Regions from separate parts of the Mus musculus genome. Here all the other regions are linked to region 3. The links are chromatin contacts, called in public HiCAR-type and promoter capture Hi-C maps. All regions are on one chromosome and are shown on one strand. The core of a region is the stretch at or near the end of the contact, and the rest is flanking DNA. Distances in the headings are between cores, read along the strand shown.

Region 1 (4,139 bases), core at 960-3,459, 1.9 Mb after region 3:
TGGATAATTAAACACAATTACATCACATAATGGTAACACTTTCCAAGAGTTCCCAGAGTTGTTCCTTCTGTCTCCTTGTGTGTGGGAGGAGGATGGGCTGGAGAGTGGAAAAGCACAATCTAGAAGTTCTATCATTTCACTTGCAAATGCTTTTAGTACACATTTCTAGAGGATAAGGACTTTTCAATTGTGCCAGATGCCAGAAAAATCCAGTTTAGTTGAGAATAAGAATGGGCAAGTACTTTACCACGGAGCTGCACTCCCAATGCCAAGAGAGGGTGCTTTCTAAAGCCACCTAGACAATAGAGTTAACATGTGCTTTTGACAAAATAAAGTCTTGATCGTGTCAGCTAAAGGGTGGAAAAGCATAAAAGCTTTTACTTCAAATGCTAGAGCTGGTTGTGGTTGTTGTTGTTGTTTTTTTTTTAGAGCACACTTACCAAGCACTTAGTTGTCTCTGTAATGCGCTTGTCTGTCATGCAGTATCTCAAGTAATTCAAGATCAATTTCAATTGTCCACTTAAGACCCTTAGCTGGACTTGGTGGAACATATCTGAAATCCCAGCAGGCAAAAGGCAGAGAATCAGGAACTGGACACTACTACAGTAGCCTCAGCTACAGTAGTGTGAACTTATTTTTAAAAATGCACCCATCCACTTAGCAAACAAAGAAAAAGCCCCATCCAGCCCCTAAGAATCACACTTGCTTTTAACTTCTTGTAATTCCCTGTCCCATCTAATTACCATTTCTATCGCCCCCATTTCCTAGCTGGTTACATCCTTTTTCTCTTTTGGCTAGCCAAGCTTATCTATCTTTGACACTGAGCACTGAGGCGTGCTCTGTAAGGGAAAGACAGAGCTCTGGGTTCAGTGCCATTTCTATCACTGGGCAGCTCTGTAGTGTTGGGCAAGCAGTTCTTTGAGCTTGGTACAATAGTGCATCGCAGGGTTGTGGTGAGGATTACACAGAACGCAGGCAGTGTGCAAATATCCACCCGGCACAGAGAAAGCATCTTTTCCAAAGCTGTCTTTGTGGCTCTCCAAACGCTGAGTACTACAAAGCCCAGTACCTTGCTTCCCCGCCTTCGTCGCAGGGGTTGCAGGGACTTGTAGTTTTAGATCCTCAAGTCACGTTTCCTCCCTGAGTTGGACAGCGAGAGAAGGAACTACACATCCCAGCGGGCTCTGAAAAGAAAGTAGGGCTCAGAAAACCGAGCGCCCGTGCCGGGTGTCCTTTTGCGCTGGGTTACCCTAGTGCAAACGCCAGTTAGCGCTTCTACCGGGCCCCGAAGCCCAGGGGCGCAGCAGCGCTTAGGCTGCTGGGGCTCTCTGGCGCCGGCCTTGCGCCCGTTTGTATACCCAACTGTCAAACTGGGATGTAAAGAAAGGCGCACTCCAAGCATTCGCTAGATGTGCGGTCCCTTTATTGTGCGTGGGCTCCACAGAGGCAAGTAGACAGAAGTAAAATGAGCGAATTGTGAGCACCAGGGGGAAAAAGTAGAGAATGAAAGATGGGGAAGACAGCGACCTTTGCAAACAAAGCCTGCCACTGGGGGTTTTTAATCCAAAAGAGGGGGCAGATCGGTCGCTGCTGGAGCTGACACAGACCGCTCTGCTGTCCCCTGCCCTTCGAGGTCCCGAAGTCTGGCCTGTTTCAGGGGGCTGCTCATCACCCTGTCATCAAGGCACTCCACCCCCATCCTCTCGGCATCGGTAGAGTTTCCCTGGCGTCTCAGCCACGCGTGGCGCTGGGGAGGAAGAGGATGAGCCGAGGGCAGGCCAGGAAAGGTCACTTCTTTGCGTGGCGGGTACTCAGGTCCCCCGTAGTAGCAAGAACGGTTTTTCGACTGGTCATGAGAATGCGAGTGTCCAGAGGTGGCAGCTGAGACCGGGAATAATCCGGTGGAGAACCCCGTAGAGGAACTAAGTCCGCGGGGAGCGCATGGCGCCTCAGCACCGAGGGCAACGACCTGATTTCTCCTAGGGTGAAGGATGTCACCCGGGAGCCAGGAGCCTTCCTCCGGGCGCGCCAGGCCCGCACAGTCCCCGAGCCTTGCGCTCTGGCCCGGGGATACTGGGGCAGGGACCCAAGGGAGCGGGTGCCCAGGCTTCACTGGCAAGGAGGAGGAGCAGGAGGAGGAGCCCGGCTGTGAGGCGCGGGCGTCACCGCCCACCCGGCGGCGAGGAGGCGGACCTGCTCGGAGCGCCGCGCGCGCCGGGGCTGAGCCTTGCAAACAAGTGTCTCTGGCAGTGTCCCCGCGGCCCTCCGGCGGCCCTCGTCGCGCTAGGGTTGTCTTCTCCGGACAGAAGGAACCGAGGAAGCCCCGGGAGCCGCCACCGCTACCGCCGCCACCACCCTCGGCCTTAGCCCCGCGTTAGGGGCCGCGGACTCAGCTCGGCTGCTCGGCTCGTGGATGCGGGGTCGCAGCGCGGGCAGCGCCCCGGCTCCTACAGAGCAGCTCCTGACAGAAGAACGCGCGTGGCTGTCCCCACCCCTGGGAGGGGTTGCCGGTGTCGCGAGCTGCCGCTCAGTTTGCAGCTCTCTCTCCTGGGAGAATCCGTCACCGGGAAAGAGTAGAAACCACCTGGTCGAGGCGCAGAAGTGGCTCCGGAGGGAGCCGGCGTAAGGTCTGCTGCCTCGTGTCCGCTAAGGGCGCGGCGATCCGGGATCCGCCGGCCGGAGCCCAAGCGCAGCCGGGAGCTTGCGGGTGGCGAAGCCAGGCGCACCGCCTTCTGGGTGTCTGCTGAGCGGTTCCCCGCGTCCCGCGGGGTCCTGCAGCCCCGACCCCCCGGCTGGAAGCCACGGAGAACCGCTGCCGAGGACTGCGGACCAACATCGTCCCTCCCGAAAGCGGATTCTGCTATGACAGCTGGGCTCTCCAAGGGGTTAACCTGGGTGTCCTCCGTAAAGTTGTCGCCGAGCCGGGAGCCCGTTTAGGGGTCGCAGCGCCGCGGCTCGGGGGGCGGCCGAGTGGCCGGCGGCGGCCGTGGCTCGGCGGAACCCGCGCGGCCGGGGGGCTTCTGGGGGTGTGCGCCCCCAGCCGGCTGCCCTCGTGGATGCCTCCCGGCGGCGGCGGGCCCATGAAAGACTGCGAGTACAGTCAGATCAGCACCCACAGCTCCTCTCCCATGGAGTCGCCCCACAAGAAGAAGAAAATCGCGGCCCGGAGGAAATGGGAGGTGTTCCCAGGAAGAAACAAGTTCTTTTGCAACGGGAGGATCATGATGGCCCGGCAGACCGGCGTCTTCTACCTGACTCTCATTCTCATCCTGGTCACTAGTGGACTCTTCTTCGCCTTCGAGTAAGTGGCGGCTTCCAGATGCCGTGCTCCCCCACTCCTCCTGCCCCTACTTTGGCGACTTTCGTTTTCTGGTGTATATTGTTATATAATGTCAGCCTGCTTTCCCTTTATGGGACTTTTCAGCCCCCTGGAATAATGCCTTCTTGGGGCTGAATCCTGGGAGTAAGGAAAAGGAGAGAGGGGCGCTTGTAAGGTGTGCCAGGTCACTGGCTCCAGAGCATTGGCTAGAACCAAGCAGGTGGACTCTGAGTTTGGAACTAGCACACCAGCCCAGGTGCAGCCTTCTGGGGTGGAGTGGAGAATTCTAAGAGAGAGACTTGACTTAGTCCTTATCCCCGCCCCTGTGACCTCCCATCTCACCCCTGCTAAGGAAGTTCGAGGCATCTTTTTAAACCGAGTTGGCTGAATCTTAGTTATTTTAGGTTGAAAGTGTTGATTACCTACAGTGTCCTGCATGGGTTATTTCCTGTTTCATTTCCTTGTACCCCTGATTAACAGTCTTACCAAGGGTGGAGTGTACCTTCTTTCAAAGAAGTTTCCCCAGGAAATATCCACAGTTGATCATTTGGGAATATTTCGGAGAGAGATGTAAGGCCTGGAGAGGAAAACCAGACACCACGTGGCTCCTTCTGATTCCAGAAACAACCCTTTGGGGCTCTATCCTGGGGGCTGCGGGGGTGGGGGACGACCACTACATGGAAGTCTTTAGGAAAATCAAATAGATCATAGCAACAATCCTTCTGCCTGCTGAAGACAGGTCCTCCTTACTAGTAGCCCATAGGTAGAGTTTAGCCACAATCCAGATCAAATGCTCAGATTGAGTTCAGCCATCTGCAGC
Region 2 (3,822 bases), core at 873-3,372, 1.9 Mb after region 3:
CAGAGACTGCAAGGACTGTTTATGTGACCACCACCATGAGTATGCCACTGCTCTATGCCATCAGTGTGCATCTCTAAACATGAACAGGGAATGAGTTGTCTCAAGGACCATCAGGAGTTTTTGGACCACAGTGTACAAGTGTGTTAGAGCACAAGTGGCATGTCTTATGATCCAGCCCCAGAACAAAACAAAGAACCAAGCTGTTAGTATGTGGAAACAAGACAATCCCTGGGTTTTTCTCATTATCAGATTCTTAAACAGATTAAACCTGTGGTTTCGAAACCAAACACAGCTTGGCTGTAAAGCACCAACACTGGTTAGGTCTTAACGACATCTGCCACAAAGTAATTTCTTCTCTAAAAGTATTACATGGTAGAGGGAGAAAATGGCCCATCAGAGGAGCCACAGAAGTGATCTTAGTAGCTCCATAACCCTTTAGAGTATTGAGAGGGAATTGGAAAGCATTTTAGATACATTTTAGTCTCCTGTCATTATAGTATTCAAAGCTTAAGTATGACTATTACAGATAAGTGGAAGGGAATTCAATTGGTTTATGGTTTTTCACATAACATTTGTCTGTAGCACACATCAAGCTAATTGCATAGTTATTGGTGTGAATATCTAATTGTGTCTCTCACAGCAGACATTTAAATTCCCGAGGGAAAGACATGTTTATTTTTGTACCCTATCCACCTTAATCATAGAGTGCCTGAAACATAAAGGATCCCAAGTAAACACTTACTGAGGCGAACAGTAAGTCAGCAATATGGGTGGGAGGGGAAAAGACAAGACATTATAAGCAACTACAATACACATCAAGAAATTCCCCACCAACCAGGGAAAGCAGGCACACGACAAACAGCAAATGTACAATCCTGCTAACAGAATAATGATCTTCTGTCTCTAGTGGATATAGTTAGTCACCCAACACTTTATGAGCACCTACTGTGTGCCAGGCACTTTATAGCGACTGCGGCCCTTGCATTAAAACACAAAAACAAAGTTTTCACTCATTCTAAAAAAATGTTAAAATTTTAACATCTATGAAATAAATATACTTCTTGCAACCAGCACCAATAGTTTAAGTGATATTGCTTTTCTTTCAAAGCAAGGTCTCTTATTATCAATACTAAATTACTTATTCATGCTGTAGGGAAAACAATGTTTCCAAAGTTTTGCTCAGTTATTCTTCAAAGCCTCATTCTGTTAATTTTTAAGGAAGCACACGGAAAAAAAAATCAAGACTGACAACTAGTATACTTCTTAAACCCATGAGGGTTTGTGGGTGTATTTTCAAAACCATGTGAATGAAGGTCACTATTTTTTCCTATGCAAAAAGCTGTCCTTTGTTAAAAACAATAGCAATGCTATGAATGGATTTCAGAGTCACAAACCTTATTGAACCACTCAGGGCTTTTCTTTTTAGCTAATGATAATGTTGTAACAAATCCAGCTAGCATTCCCGCTGCGGCTGCAGAACCAAGGAAAATTCCACCTGCCAAGAATTGAGAGAAGGGATTAAAAATAAAACTTAAATTAAAGAGAATTGCACAACGAAGTATCAGAAACTTTCAGGATTACATTCAAAACTCGAAACATCATGGCTAGGCGGCTCTTGTGAAGTGGGTCTGAGAAACCTGCGTGATCTCACGACCTCGGGTTTCTGGTTCAAGGGTACGCTCTGAAGCTCAGTTCTTCAGGGCTGAGAATGGGTTTTTTTCCCTTCTCTCTGTCCTCAAGGACAGCAGCGCGAAGTTTTTCCACGGGAAGAAGAGATCGTGGCAATCAGAAAAGGGCAGGGCACAAGAAAAACTATAGATAAGGATGGGTAAATACAGTATGGACTGGAGAGTAGATGGCAGGATTTACCCGCCCCTGCCCAAGGAGACTTCACCTGGTGAGTGACATATGGGCCCCACTGGCTGAGTTCAGAATAAGGGCTCTCAGAAAAGAATGTGTTCCGGAACATCACATCCCAGCTCAGAGCAAGCATACCTTTAACCAGAAACAACCGATCGTCCGGAGACCCTGGAGCTTCTAATTCAGAGGACTCCCCGGGCCCAGGACCCGAGGTCTCCATTTTAAAGTCTCCTACTCTACTGTTTCCGTTACCAAAGAGGCCCGAGTGGAAGCTCAAGGGAGAGAGAAGAAAGGTTCCGCGGCTGCCTTCCCTGTGCAACCTGAAGAAAGGTCCGGGTTTCCCACTTTCCCCGCTTAACACTCTTGCAGTGAGAGAAGACAGAAAGGCTGCTCTCTGTCCCAGCCCAGAGCCGAGGGCGGCGCCCCACAAGACGGCCCTCCTGGGAGGATCACTCGCCTTCTTGCAAGGTGATGATCTGTTGGACTTTAGTAAGGTTTTGGGTTTTTTTTTTTTTGGTTTTGTTTTGTTTTCCCTACTTGGAAGAATACTCAGTTCCGACTCTAGGAGGCAGTGAGAGGTCGCAAATGGAGCCGGGAGCCCATCTGCCTGGCTTGGATCCTGGAGCTGTTTACCACTCCAGATACACTTGCACTGCTTCTAAGGATTTGGTCCGCACTAACAGACCACGATTCTAAAAAGCAAGCCTCAATATTTTCCCCGCTTCTTTCTGAGAAATTTCGAAATAGTTATTTCAGGGTTAAGTGACATGCCCAATTCTGGAAGAGAAACATCTCACCAGCTTCGAAGCACACGCCCTTCCCAAGATCTGATTTGCCCGCCCCCAGTGGACGCGCTGGGCTGGCTAAATGATTGAATGAACTGAGCCAATCTAGAGAGCAGAGTACAGAGGCCCTCTCTCAAAGCTTATTAACACGGGCTCCAAGGCTGCCCCGGACTTGCTGGGATCCTTAGCAGCCTGCAAGCAGGCCTGGGAGGACGATGTGCCAGGGTCTACGGACAGAGTAAATGGCTATTGAGGGAAGAGTAGTGGGAAGTAGCCAACGTTTTCAGCCTCTCAAAGGGAGACCTAAGACATATGGCATCATCTTTTAAAATGAAGCCAGTTCTTTAGCCTCTAGCCTTTTTCTGAGCACTTTAAGGGCATGGGCATCTTGAGGGTGGAGATTGTTATCTATACTCATTTGATATTCCCCAGCTCTCAGTGTATTACCTGGTCATGTATAATAAATGCCTGTCCGAGGGACGGGTAAATGAAAGCATTAGTTTTTGCAGCAGTTAAATGCATTTATTAGCTCAGACCTGCGTTCAGGTCGTAAAGCACTTCTTATTTGTGTGAACTTGGTGTTTGCCATATAGCCTCTCGTTACCTCGTTCCCCTCAATTATTAACTATGGAAACAGTACCTCACAGGATTTTTGAATGAAGAGGTGCGTGTGTGTGTGTGTGTGTGTGTGTGTGTGTGTGTGTGTTGTACATCCCTCTTGACCACTTGAAAAGCTGATACAAGAGGATAAATTCAAATCTAACCTAGGTAACAAGACCCAGTTTCAATCTTTTAAAAGTTATGAGTGTGATGGAGTTAGCATAGTGTCTGGCACACATAATATGCGTTTTAATTGCTGTTATCATTGATTCTAGTAGTTTTTAAAGCATTACATACGAACGGTTAAAGCTGCCCAGTCTCTCCCATTAGAGACTTTATCTCTGAAAGTCTGGGGCAGCATGAGATCTGATGCTAGGCTTGGTTGAGGACAACTGCTCTGTTTCTGTCCAGTTCCTTAGAAGCCTAGTTTCAGAGTCTGGGAAGGCCCCTTACAAGTGGGCAAATACTGTGCCCACTTGTAGGCACTTACAAGAAGGACTTATACTTCTCCTTTCCTGTCACATATAATAATAGTGACTATAGCTGCTAACATATTGGATGCTTCCTATATGCCCTT
Region 3 (3,678 bases), core at 948-3,447:
AGGTAGCCACTGTAACTAACCATCGCTCTGGAAAAAACACAATGGACTGCTTTTATTAACTGCAAGATATTAAAACCCACACCTCCTTGGATGGTGGAAATTTTGTTACTAAATACATACTAGCACTTCTTGTCACTGTACAGTCCCAGTTGATGGTTATTATCTATCTAGGTAAACTTAAAGGCAAAATGTTGCTTACGTATTTCCAAACAGTATTGTACAGCTACAGTGAGGAAATCAGCAGCCCTAGCCAGCTTTGCGTCTTGGTACGTACATGCCCTAACCTAATTCCTGCAGCTACCACTCTAATATAATTTATCTGAACTGCACGCTGTCCTTGTCTATTGTTTAATTTGTACAATGTCATAAAGAAAAGCAAATGGCTGGAGAGGACCTCGAACCAAGGTGGGGATTCTAAAACCAAATCATTGTTTGGTTACCAGTTACCAACTGGTCTCTCGGAGGGCATCAGAGTCATTTATTAAACCAGGGAATTCTGAACTCAGTTTGAAAATGGAAAGCAGCAACAGGTGGGGCAGTGGTTTCATTCTTAAACTTTGCAGGAACGCTTAAGTGCAACCAGACATAGACGAGGTGTCAACCCCCTAAGTCTGGTTCAACCCTGCTCCACCTGAGTTCTCTAGGACAAGCACCTTTATTTGCTTTCACTCTGGTTCCCCCTCCCCCCACCCCACCCCCCACCCTCACAAAGACTGAATAGAGAACCTAAGAATCTGGAACTTACTCCAGGGACACACATGAGAACATAGATAACAAATTGAATGGCTGGTGATGTAATTCAATTAACTGATAAGAGTGCTTGCCTAGCATGTGTGAAGCCCTGGGTTACACAGTCAGCAATCAGTAACTGAGCATGGTGGCATATGCTTTTCATTTCGGTTCTTGGGAGAAGGCAGGAGGGCCAGACACTCAATAACACCTGCCATGTAGTGAGCTTGAGGCCAGCCTTAGACATAGGAGACTGCATTTCAGCAGAGAATGGTGCTTATATTTAGCATGTGCTTATATTTAGCATGACTGGGAGAGGATGCTAGAACCAAAGAATCTAAAAGTAGGCATCCTAAGGTCCTTGTAGGCCTTTCTATCAAATAAGAGATGAGAAAACTTAAGTGGAGTTAACTGTTTTACCCAAATTCTACGGGTCGAATAAAGGCTCCAAAAACAAGAAATAAAAGTAACTTATGCTTTGTGGTCCATGCAATCAAAATTGATTTTGGGGACGGAGTGTGTGTATGACACACTTACCCTTTTAACTTGAGGGGGTTAACATGCTAAGTACTCCAACAGTCAGCTAGCACCTTTATTTGCAACAGATGGATCTTATTCTCAAGAGGAGAGCATTACTATGACATGGGTGGTAAGTAAACCAACAAACACCTGTGAAAACTCATCAAAACATGGGTGTCAAACTGGTGACCTTCACCCTATATAAGTTTAATCGCATAAAAGTAATTTTTAAAGAAGCCGGAGAATGTCAACTTATTAACTGCAAACTCAGGGCTGTTGTTGGGACGGTGGTCCCAGCATTGGCACAAGGTAGCTGTAGGCGCCGTTTGGTTAGTATGACTTTACAGAGCGAATCTCCAGTCCCTAGAGGGATCCCTAGACTTAAGTGAACGTTTATCCTATTTACTCTCTTGGTTTCGTTTTTGAAAGAGTCCATCTGTTTCTAACTGGCGGCAATCCTCCTGCCTCTGCTCCTCGAGTGCTGAGCTTACAGACGCGCTTTACTGAGCCGGGCTAACGAGAGGCAGGTTGGCGCATCATAAAGCGCGCGGGAAACATCTCCCGCCCGCAAAGCGGTCGACCAGTCGTCGCCCTAGCCCGCGAGGACCGGAGGAGCAGCGCTTGACTGACAGCCGCCCGCCCCAACCCGCTCCATCACCCGGCCGCGCCCACCACGGAGACCCGGGCGAACTGACGACTCAGCCACCTGTCAGCCTCAAGTCCAGGAGGAAATTCTGGGAAAGCTGTTTCACCGCTCGCAGTCCGAACAACTTAATGATCTCCCGAATGGTGGGCAACGGGGGAAGGCGGAAAGTGCCGAGCTTCCCCGAGGCAGCCATGAGAGACCCACATACACAGCCACGCGCAGCGGCTGGAAAGGTGCACGGCGCGCAGGGGGTGGGACCTTGGAGAAGACTGCCCGCCTCTGAGGCCACCTGGTTGGATGGAGAAACCTGCCGGAAATGACGAAACTGACAGGAAGTCTGTATGTACTGGGAGCTCAGGACGCGTCAGGCCGAAAGCGGTGCAGGTTGGGAGAGGAGAGGGGGCGGAGGCTAGGAGGCGTGGTCTTTGTAACCTCTGGGAGGCTCCGCAGGCCTTTGACATTCCAAAGGCTTGACTTTTGATTTGTAGCAGGAAAGATGGTGATTGGTTGCTTGCTGTTTGTAGACTGGTTACCGCCCCACCCCCGTAGGCTAGATACTTTTTATTTCTTCGCGTCCATTACTTCTTTCAGAACTTAGTTCCATAGAGAACTATAGGCTTATTTAAGGTAAGCCTGCTGAAAACCGAGTTTAAGACTTAGACTTTAGAGCAAATGGCTGAATGCCAGCCCGTTAACAGCACCCCAGCTTTAACCAATAGCAAGAGACCAACTGACTCAAGTAAAGCAAAAAGCTAACCGTAACCAACTAAACTGTGTCTCTAGATAATTTCTCTTTTCTTGTCATTGAACAATGTCCATTTTCTGGCCGGAGTTGTTTGAAAGAATTCCAAGGGCTGCCTAATTTTAGAATGGTGAATGAAAGCCATTCTGGGTCTTTAAATATGCTGTAATTTTGTCTCTTGAGCTAAGCACTTTAAACTTCGAGAAGTGTTTTTGATACCACTTGTTACTATTTCATATTCCCTTTTAAATCTCTCAGGTGTAGTCTTGCGAAACAGGACACATATTGCTAACTTCCGATTAAAACAGGATCAAGAAAGCCCTGCGAGGCCACGAATTTCGTAAAGCTGGAAGTTCACAGATTCCAGCTGTAGTCTAGTGCATGCGCGGTGGCTGCTGTTTTTAAGCAATGCCAGCAAGGTCAGCATCAGGACCACTCTTTTAGCCTTTGAAGCTTTTTCTAAAAGCTCATTCATGCTGCAAGCATTGTGGTCTCTCCACTGCTCTCAGAGTGAACCATAAAGGGGTTGCTCTTTTAAAAAGCTCAACTAAAAGAAATGTGTGCCAGGTCTCACAACTGAGTGGTTTGGAATTATTCGCTCACTAATTGTTACCATACAGATTCGGGTAGATTTTATTATTACGTAGTGGTGAAAGTGAGACTTGGGGCGGTTCAGCCACTTTCCCACACTTCAGAGTGGAAACGGAAGGCTTACTCATCAGGCAGGGAATCCAATGGAGAAAGGCTATTTGAGGGTTAAAATCCAAGTACCAAGAGAAGACAAATAGGTTCTGTCTTCCTGTGATGTCTGAGAACACAAGAAAGAAATGAAAACTTTTAAAATATTTTTCATAAGTGGGAAGATTTTTACTTTTTTCCGTCTGATTTCACTTGGTTATAAGTGAATTACACATCGTTTATGGTTCTGGTAGTTTAAAAAAAAAAAAAAAAAAAAAGCTAATGTAAAACCAGACCACTCTGGGCCGTGTGGAGAAGTAAAAAGTCCACATATCCACTTTAGTGGTTGCTAGATCAGCAGAAA

Evidence for each region. Promoter capture Hi-C pulls out the DNA fragments that hold promoters and counts their contacts. HiCAR-type assays count read pairs that join an accessible place to other places.
Region 1: a promoter capture Hi-C map of pre-B cells shows a contact between it and region 3, with 8 times the contacts expected there. The contact joins the promoter of Zdhhc14 here to the promoter of 1700102H20Rik in region 3. A contact is called at or near these places in 5 of 39 promoter capture datasets (the 3T3-L1 cell line, the C10 cell line, liver and 1 more), 1 of 484 Hi-C or Micro-C datasets (muscle stem cells), 1 of 115 datasets of contacts at active chromatin or transcription factors (astrocytes) and 1 of 9 other capture datasets (adipose tissue).
Region 2: a contact with region 3 is called in a HiCAR-type map of astrocytes, with 6 times the contacts expected there. The contact joins the promoter of Tmem242 here to the promoter of 1700102H20Rik in region 3. A contact is called at or near these places in 11 of 39 promoter capture datasets (the 3T3-L1 cell line, 3T3-L1-derived adipocytes, the C10 cell line and 6 more), 1 of 484 Hi-C or Micro-C datasets (B cells), 6 of 115 datasets of contacts at active chromatin or transcription factors (acute myeloid leukemia, astrocytes, fibro-adipogenic progenitors and 3 more) and 1 of 9 other capture datasets (adipose tissue).

Annotation. Positions count from the first base shown.
Region 1 is chr17:5,490,391-5,494,529 of GRCm38.p6, forward strand. Zdhhc14 (zinc finger, DHHC domain containing 14) reads left to right here and starts at 2,210. Exons shown (of 9, transcript NM_146073.3): 1 at 2,210-3,301. The coding sequence starts at 3,057. Gm52310 (zinc finger X-linked protein ZXDB-like) reads right to left here and starts at 2,836. Exons shown (of 2, transcript XM_030250193.1): 1 at 2,585-2,836; 2 at 1-2,362. The coding sequence starts at 2,836. The coding sequence ends at 1,559.
Region 2 is chr17:5,438,138-5,441,959 of GRCm38.p6, forward strand. It overlaps Tmem242 (transmembrane protein 242), which reads right to left and starts at 2,123. Exons shown (of 4, transcript NM_027457.4): 1 at 1,996-2,123; 2 at 1,395-1,495. The coding sequence starts at 2,080.
Region 3 is chr17:3,555,627-3,559,304 of GRCm38.p6, forward strand. 1700102H20Rik (RIKEN cDNA 1700102H20 gene) reads left to right here and starts at 2,198. Exons shown (of 2, transcript NR_045303.1): 1 at 2,198-2,278. Tfb1m (transcription factor B1, mitochondrial) reads right to left here and starts at 2,129. Exons shown (of 7, transcript NM_146074.3): 1 at 1,955-2,129. The coding sequence starts at 2,087.